2 separate regions of the Rattus norvegicus genome follow, and region 1 is linked to region 2. A link is a contact called in public Hi-C data. All regions are on one chromosome and are shown on one strand. Each heading gives the region's core, a stretch centred on a gene start, on an enhancer-like site or on the middle of the called end of the contact. The rest is flanking DNA. Distances are from core to core; before and after follow the strand shown.

Evidence for each region. Hi-C and Micro-C count contacts between places; a contact is called where the count stands out from the background.
Region 1: a contact with region 2 is called in a Hi-C map of Schwann cells, with 7 times the contacts expected there. The contact joins the promoter of Sorcs2 here to the enhancer-like site in region 2. A contact is called at or near these places in 2 of 12 Hi-C or Micro-C datasets (Schwann cells and mammary epithelial cells).

Annotation. Positions count from the first base shown.
Region 1 is chr14:78,593,592-78,597,910 of GRCr8, reverse strand. Sorcs2 (sortilin-related VPS10 domain containing receptor 2) reads right to left here and starts at 1,824. Exons shown (of 27, transcript NM_001107225.2): 1 at 1,251-1,824. The coding sequence starts at 1,730.
Region 2 is chr14:78,274,880-78,279,475 of GRCr8, reverse strand. LOC103693769 (a long non-coding RNA gene) reads right to left here. Exons shown (of 2, transcript XR_595849.4): 2 at 1-2,457. Among named protein-coding and RNA genes, the nearest start is that of Bloc1s4, 9.4 kb to the right of the region's middle. Within about 2 kb of position 1,740, at least 49 of the 93 cell types and tissues checked have an H3K27ac peak or open chromatin away from gene starts, as enhancers often do. A contact at or near this core is called in Schwann cells, where this site is marked.

The sequences.
Region 1 (4,319 bases), core at 575-3,074, 320 kb before region 2:
GCTGCTAGTCTTCCTGGAGATGTCATTAATTTAGGGACCAGTGAAGGCACCTGCATCCTGGATGCAGCCAGCCAGTAGGGAAGGGGCTGGCAGGACTGGAGTTCAGGCCAGTCAAGACCACTTGGTTGTCCCTTCTCGAGCACAAATGGAAGCCTCCTAGCAGTTAATAAGAGTGTGAAGAGAGGAGACAGGGGAAAAAGTGTCTGTGATAACCCAAAAAGGAGACGCACTCACTTCACTTCCCAGTGCATGCTGGGACTCTGGTCTTATTAGTCTCCTCAAAACTTGGAAGACAAGGAGAAGAGATGGAGTCACCTACTGGGGGATGGGGAAGGAGTGGAAAGTATGAGCGGACTGTATGCAGGCAGTGAGGAGGGATTCCTAGCTCTCTCCACGAAAACACACTTCCCTGGATAGCACAGTCTTGCAAACCGGGAGTGCACATACCTGGGACTCCCCGGAGGGGACAGAGTGACTCTGGCTTTTAACAAGGAAGAACAAACCCCTTGGGGTGTGCTACCACAAAAGGAAGGAAGTGGATCCTAGATCTGGGAGTGCAGGAGGGTAAAGGATTCTGGAGATCTGGGCAGAGGGAGAGGTATGGGAGAAAAGCAGGGAGGGAGTCAGCACCCGGCACTAGAGACCACAGAATGGTAAATAACATTAAAGACCCCGTGGTCCAGGCGGTCTAAAGACAGCCGTGGGACACAAGAAGAGGAGCAATCCTAGAATTGCTAGAGTCTTCGAACAGGACACGGAACTGACAGCGATACCGTGGTCCCCGAGATCAGAGTAGATGAGGTAGTAAGGACTCCAGAGCTGGCAATTCCAGAGGTGCACTCTGGAGCTGCTGGGTGCAGTGCAGTGTGTAGGCGACCCACCCACCAGGCACGCGGCACAGAGCTGAGTAGCCCTTAAGGACCTGGAGTTGTCCCATGCTGCCCAGATCCTGAAGACTCTAGGGACCTTCCCCACTGCCCATATCTAGAGGCCAGGGATGCTTGTGGTCTCCAGATCTTCGGAAATGCCTTCTGAGCGAATCCGAATCTCACAAATTCGAGGACCCTTCCAAAAGTAACCCATAGCCAGAAGCCAGTAGGGGCGCCGCCGAGGTGACCCGCGTCCCCCAAGTAGCCAAGAATGCCCAGCAGGAGTGACCGCGGGTGGTCCGGAAGTAGGGGGGCTGTGGTAGTCTCCCTGGGTATCCCGAGGTGTCCGGGCAAGGCCGGGGGCGTGCGGAGGTCACTTACGCTGCTGTTCTCTCCTGTCCAGTGTACCATCGCCTGGTTGTGCGTCGCGTCTCCCTTGAGCACGAACGACGTGCTGATGAGCGAGACCTGTGCGCGCGAAGCCGAAGCTGCACCGGCCACCGGCGCCGCCCGAACCCTGCGCCCCTTGCCCAGAGCTGGGGCGCCATCAGTGCTGGGACCCGAAGCAGAACCCGGACGGAGACCCGGGACGCCAGGCTCCGATTCTCGTGTCTGCGGATCCTGGCGATTGCTGGACTCCGTGCGTCCCGCGGGCAGCAGCCTGGTGACCTGCACACTGGGACCCCAGCGCCCGGGCTGGGGGGAGCGCCCCATCGCTCCGCAGGCAGCCACCAGCACCAGCAGCAGCAGCAGCAGCGGCCACGAACGTGGCCAGCACGGCGGCAGCAGAACCTGGGAGCTCCGATCCGGCGCAGTAAGGCCAGGACGCTTCGGGGCGCTCGGGGTTCCCCGGTGCGCCATGGTCGCCGGTAGGTAGCGGCGGGGCGGTACGGGCGACACCGCGGCCGCGAGAGCGGGAGGGCGCTGGAAGCTTGAGCAAGAGCGCAGAGAAAGGAGCCGGGAGGGAGGGAGCGCGGGAGGAGGGGACTCAACGCCGCCACGCAGCCAAGGGAGCACCGCCACCTGCCGGCCGCGGGCGAACCTCCGCAGCTCTGGGCCGGGCCAGGCCGGGCCAGGATGTCCTGAGCGCAGTCACACCTCCAAGACCCCTTCCTTCCTTCACAGTGACTCCCAACCTTATCCTCGATCCTCCTCTCTCACCCTCTTTCCATCCTCCCTGATTTCTCGAGGCGTTTACGAAGCAGCTGCACTTGACCAGACAGAGTTCCAGGCACTTGGGGCACAACGGGGTGCAACAAAGGGAAACGGGCCACACCCAACTAGTCCGCTTAGAGGCCAAACAACTCCAGAGCAGCCGGTCTGCAGAGGTGGGGAGAGCGCCTCCTCTGGGCGCTGCTGGAGAGAGTCAAGGGGATGCCCGCGAGTCATGAAAACCGGAGAGATGTTCCAGGCAGCTGAGGACAGTGCAGGAACCTTGGGGTGTCAACTAAAACCAACTCAGTACCTCAGACTTTGGCTTTATCTCCCACCTCCCGGGGAACCCCTGAACAGAATATTACACCTGTGTAGAGGTAGCAAGGAGAGAAGAACAGAGAGGTGGGGTCCCAGCCAGACGGGGTAGGCCAGCACAGAACATGTGGAAACTAGACCCAGAGCTCACCACGTCTTTAATTCAATGCCAATAAAAGCCGCCATCACTGCCAGCCCCTCTGCCATCCAGGACACAAAGCAGGAGGCTGCCCAACTAAGGCCAAGAGTGCAATTGAGCTTTGTCCCCTCGGTCAGGCCAAGGCTCATCCTCTCAGGCTCAGGGTCCGGGAGTCAGGGAGTCTTAGAGATAGACACTGAAAGGCCCCGCTGTCTACTGGGTCTCTTCACTCCAGAAAACCTAATAGAGCAAAGAACCAAGTATCCAGCAAAGTCTGAATTTGCTATCAAGGTTGAACTCCAGTGCCCTCTCCAGGAGTTCCTGTTCAGCACAGGCGGGCGTTGCTAGGGCTCCAATGTGCGGAGCACTGAACAGGACTGGAGTTCCTGCCGGGCCTCCTCCTGTGGAATGTGCCCAGGGTGCACCCTGATATAAACTTCCAACCCGAAAAATTCAGGAGCTGAAGTCCAAAGCCAGGCAAGAAGAGAGGGTGCACAGCTGTGGCAACATTTGGTCTAGCAAAGAAAGGCTAGCAGAGACAGACAGTATGGGGCTGGAGGGGGTGGGGAAGGACAGGAAACTAGATGATGTGCCTTTCCTAGATCTGAGGTGGCGGTGAAGGGGGTTCCAAGTCACAACTGTATACCATCAGAGTATAAGGTGCTTTGTTGTGCTTTAATTTTTCAAAAAGCTTCTAAGTAATAAGAGAAAGCCTCAGGACATGACAGAATACTGAACACCTACCATGTGTCCGGGAATTCCCTAGGGGCCTCTGTGCCTGGCAGGTCATGACTAGGACAGGTAGTGGGTAGAACTGTCCCCATTTACAAATGAGGAAACATTCAAAAGTTCAGTCACAGCCTGAAGTCACCCAGACTCTGACCCAGGTGCTGTGATCAGAGATGGTGCCTTTTATACCACCTATACCTCTTATCATCTGGAGAAGGGGCTCTGGGACACTACACCATGCAGGCACTTGCCACCCGGTCAGAGGGAGATGGGAGCCACCACTGGCCATCCCAGCCTATCTGAGACTCAGGTCACAGAGACTTGGTCAAGGTCCCCCATGAATAGAAGAGTCCAGGCCTGGCACAGAGGTGTGATGCCCTGCTGGGGCTCTTTCCAAAACAATCTACTGCCTCTGCTCCAGAGAGGACACAGGGACTTAGAAGAGGACGTCTGGCTCATCTCTTCCATGATGAGCCCAAAGCTGTTAGGATCACTCCGTTTACAGCCATGGCTGGATCCAGGGACCCTGATGAAGGAGAGGAGGCTCAGGTCTGGCAGAATGGACAGATGCTTTATTAAAAGGCCTACCTCAGCGATTGGCTAGCACCCAGGAGAAAGGAAAGGTACTGTGTAATGAAGGGTGAATCTGAGGAGGAGGGGAAGCCCCACTTTATTGTGAGGTAACATGGAACTGTCAACCAAAGAAGCAAGTGTCAAGAGGGAGCCAGCCACAGCCACCACGGGTGCTGTCCTGGCTGAGGGAAGAGCCCTTGAGTGCTGATCTTACTGCTGTGCCCAGGAGTGGCTCAATTGATATTCAGAGGCTGACCGAGTGTAGCTGGAGTGTTTGAAGCAGGGGAGTGAGATTATTAGCTTTTTTATAGCTGCTTTCCTGGCCTTGAGGACGGGCATAGAGACCACTTAGGAGGCAACTCCTCCAAAGGGCTAGAGATGTGGGGGCTGGAACAGAGGGAAGGAAAACTCTGCAGAGATCTTTCACTCCACTTCCGATCACTGTGCATTAACCTTCCTCAGACATCCACGGCAAAGGCTTGCACATAGATGCAAGAGAGAGATGGAGGGATGTGTAGACAGCAGAGGAAGCTGACCGG
Region 2 (4,596 bases), core at 491-2,990:
AGAGAGAGAGAGAGAGAGAGAGAGCGCAACCTGTGCCCCTGATCTTTATTGCTGACACTAGTTACTGACTCGGACCAAATCCAGACCCTGTACACCTGAGGCCAGCTCCACATGCCCTGCCCCTTCACAGTCTGTCACACAGAATACCTGTTAGTGGCCCTACTTACTAAATCACAGTTGGTCTCTTGGGGCTCCAGTGTGGCTTGCTTGCCTGGCCTTTCTCCGCCACTCTGGTCAGGGATCAGACATTCCTGTGCTCCCTCCTCTGTCCCAGCCCTTCACTCAATACTCACTTGTTGCTTTGTCCTTCCCCTGCCCCCACCCCTGCCACCACCAGTGGCAGGCTTGAGGCTTCAGTGCTATCTCTGTACCAGAGAGGAGCCCTTTCCTGACACACATAAGATCAGAGTTTGAGCCCCAACACCAAACAGACTAACAAAACCACAAACTCTATCTTTATTGCCTAAGTACTTGGTGCCTAAGGTTCTGACCGAACCAGCCTAAGAATGAACCTCTATAGGTAGCAGGTCCTTTGTTTACTCTACAAGAAATGGTCACTAGGTGGGTACCCTGAGCTGCTATTACTGAATACCAAGGACAGAGGATGGGCAAGCCAGGACAGGCCAGGTCTAGCCCAAGCCCTTTGTAATGAGAATAGGTAGAATTACTGTCTCCATGGAGATGGGCAGGGCAAGAGCTGGACAGAGGGGAGAGGGAGAGTAGTGGAGAATGTAGATGGGGCTGTCCACCCCAGGAGGCACTTCCGTTGAGGCAGCCTCCTTGCATGCAGGCTGGCAGAGTTCCAGGCCCAGTGAGTAGCAGGCACAGGGATTCTGAGGTCCTGCACACCACCCTGACGTGGTTGCTCAGACCTCACTCGTGGTACAGTGTTGTGTCAGGCCTAGGATTGGCATCAGCTCCAGAAATCTGCCCTGCCTCTGACCTGATTGTATGGTTAAAAACCCATTATAGGCAAGGATTCCTGCTGCATGGGGACTCGATCTCATTCCTGTTCCTGTCTCTGATCTCATCAGTTAAGCAATTGGTCACTGAGTGGTTAGTCTTGGTCAGATTAACTTCTGACAGGTGGCCAGTTGTGGCCATGGCTTTCTCTGAGCCTGGTATTATACTAGACCCTGGGGAAGTGGACCTCTATAGGTCCTTCTTCTTCTCTTGAGGCCTTCTTCTTGCAGAAATGTCCTACCTTTGATACTGTGATTTGATATTGTGGTTTACAAATGTGTCAAACTGCAATGGTGGCTCTCCTGGATGCAAACAGCCCCAGGGCTCAGGTTGGGCACACATAGGAGAGCCTAGAGATAAAACAGAAAATACACATAGGGAAAACCAACAGGGCAAGATGACAGAGTGAGAGGCCTTCAGCTGTGAATGCCCACTAAGCAGGAAACAGGGCAACTTCAGCTTAGTCTTGAAGAAGGATGAGGTTGTCCCATAAGGGACAGACGGTCCTTCGCAAAGGCCCTGAACCTTTAGTGTATTGGAGCTCAGTGAGAAGCCTGCTTTCTCTGCTTGTTGAAAATGCCTTTTGCCTGTAACCAATTGACCCTAATTTGAAGGGGTTGCCAACAGAGAGGTGGCTCCATCTCTGGCCACACACAGTGCTTATGTCTTCCTGGAAACCAGCTCTGTGCAGCTGGCACGGCCTCCTCCCCAGGCAGGCTCTGAGCAGCGGGCTGCTGTGTGGTAAGGAGAACAAGGCTACATTATGAGAGTTTCACAGGCTGGCTATGGACAAACAGAAGGCCTGAGTGTGCCCAGGGACAGCAGCCTGCTTAGAATAGATCACTGAGCTTGGCTGGGGTGGGGGGAGGGAGATGGGGGGGAGGAGCAGGAGAGTAGCCAACAAGAACCAGGTCTTTATGAAGGGGAGGCAGCTTGGCATGAACAGAGAGTGTGCACACCTGCCATCTATCTGCAGCCGTTGACAGGCCTCTGGCTCTGGGTGGCACCACAGGCACGCACACATGTAGCATGCAAACTTTACAGGTAGACTGCTGGGTGACGCAGCTCCCAGCTTCCTCCCTGCTGCCTCCCACTCCAGGACACAGACAAACAAAACCAGTGGGTATTGAGAGCAGCCCGGGAGGTTCTGTGCACAGCTCGTGAAGTGGGCAGCTCCTCCATGAGCCTCGGAGGTGGGCTTTGGCAGACCCTCTGACAGAGTTGCTGCTGATCGGAGAACATCGGTCACGTGGTCAATTTCATAGCTGATAAGTGACAGATGAGTCACGGAGCCTACCTAGACCTGCTTGAGCGCAGGCCTGGTCCACACTGTGATGTGCGTGGTCCGCTTCTCTCTCTGAAGTATGGCTGTGTTCTTTATCACTTTGGCTACGGAGACAATCACTGAAGGTCGCGCCGCCAAAGAGCTGTGTATGAAGATTCCAGCGTTCAGAGGGGATGGCTAGCCTCCCTCTGTGTTGGAGGTCTACTGGGCTGGAAAAGCGGAGCTTTGATCAGTCCTCACTGCAATGACCAGGATGTCCACCAGGGGTCTCACCTCCCCCAGCTTCTCCCTATTGCCCTTCCTAGGAGCTGGTTGGGGCTTCCTCAGAGAGCACAGTCCTCTAGCATCTCCACGGACTGTGAAGAGGGACTAGCAGTAGCTGGTCATTAAAACTGACCCAGGGGGCTGGGGATTTAGCTCAGTGGTAGAGCGCTTACCTAGGAAGCGCAAGGCCCTGGGTTCGGTCCCCAGCTCCGAAAAAAAGAACCAAAAAAAAAAAAAAAAAAAAAAAAAAAAAAAAAACCAAAAAAAACCTGACCCAGTTTCAGCTATACAGGAAGAGGACAGTGAGAGAAAGGACCTCTTAGCCCAGCACAGGGTGGGGCTCAGCATGCCCTCAGGAGACTTTGAACTCATAGATTCTCCCTCATTGTTTCCAGAGGAGGAAACAGAGGTCCAGGGAGCTGAACCTCTTAAGACCTCGTTGCTGAGCAACGCTACACCACACTGACCCTTGGTGGCCATAGGTAGCATGCCTGGCCTCCTAAGGCATTAATGTAGCCAGACACTCCTGGGCTAGTGGATAATCCACAGCCTTGGCAGAGTCCTGGGTGGTGTCTGCCATTGGTGCTAGTGAGAAGTGAGGTCTGCACCAGATAAGCTCTGTGACTCCTCACCTGGTTCTCTCCTTCAGGGACTTTACAAACAAGAGAGGCAGAGCGACCTGAACACAGATGCTTTGCACCCACCCCTACTTGACCACTGCTGCTTTTTCTTTCCTCTTTTCTGTTGTAGTAAACGTCCAACCCCAATAAGCCTCTACAAAAACACACAACTCGGTTCTTATAAGTTATATGTCTAGATTGGGCAGATTGACCACTACACTAATCTATTCCCCAGCTAGGAGATCCCTTGTTACTTGTGGCTTTCCCAGGCCATGTGGTTTTGCTCCATCTTTCTTCCATTTCTTTTTCTTCTCTGTCATCCCCTACTCTTCTTCTTCTTTTTTTTTTAAGATTTATTTATTTATATGTAAGTTCACTGTAGCTGTCTTCATCCACACCTGAAGAGGGCATCAGATCCCGTTACAGATGGTTGTGAGACACCATGTGGTTGCTGGGAATTGAACTCAGGACCTCTGGAAGAGCAGTCGGTGCTCTTATCCACTGAGCCATCTCTCCAGCCCCTCCTCTACTCTTCTTAAAACCTCCAGCCCCACCTTTCCCTTCCACTGCCCAATCACAGGCTCCAGCCTTTATTTGACCAGTTTGAATGGGGAGAGAAGAGGAAGATGAGAAAGAGGATGAAGAGGAGGAGGAGGAGGGGGAGGAGGAGGAGGAGGAGGAGGGAGAAGAGGAGGAGGAAGAGGAGGGAGGAGAAGAGGAGGAAGAAGAGGAGGAAGAGGAAGAGATCTAATGGAGAGGCAGGATATTACTCTTGTGACCACCTCAGGGCCCTTCAATGTGCTTATTCTTGGGCTCTGATCCCTGTCATGTTCTGCATGCCTTTGGTCCCTGCTTGGGGCTCAGTATAGGTGACACCACTTGCCAATGGCTCTGTCCACCCTGAACCACCCTAGAGTAACACTGGGTACTTTGCTCCTGCCGAATAAGATGTCTCCTTCTGTAGGCCTTTATAGAGACAGGCTCTTGAGCTCAGCCACCTTCTGATGGCCTGGTGGACTGGACTTGGGCAAAGTCACTTCTAGCCTGCCTTCAGCCTGTTGGGGCTTTCTCAGCCCTGGCAACCACAAGAGCTAGTTCACCCAATAACCCCTTCTCATAGAGCCGTGTGCACGTCCTCTTGGTCAGCCTTCCTGGAGAAGCCTGAGTGATACAGTGTGGCAGAGAGGTGGAGCAGGAGAACTGGGGTGGCAGGAGGGATAAGACAGATACTGGTTCCTTTAAGGAACTCACACATCAGGCTGGACAAGACAAGGCTACAATCCAAGGACACAAAGGAGGAGGTTAGAAGGAGAGGCCTCCAAAGTCGAGGCCAGGATACACGCTGAGGACCAAGCGTCTCAGAGGTACCAGGCACCCTCTCCACCTCCCTGTCAGCTGCCATCTCGTCCCCATTGTCCCCTTCCATTCATTCCAGGTACATTGATAGTGCCTGCTCTGATCATT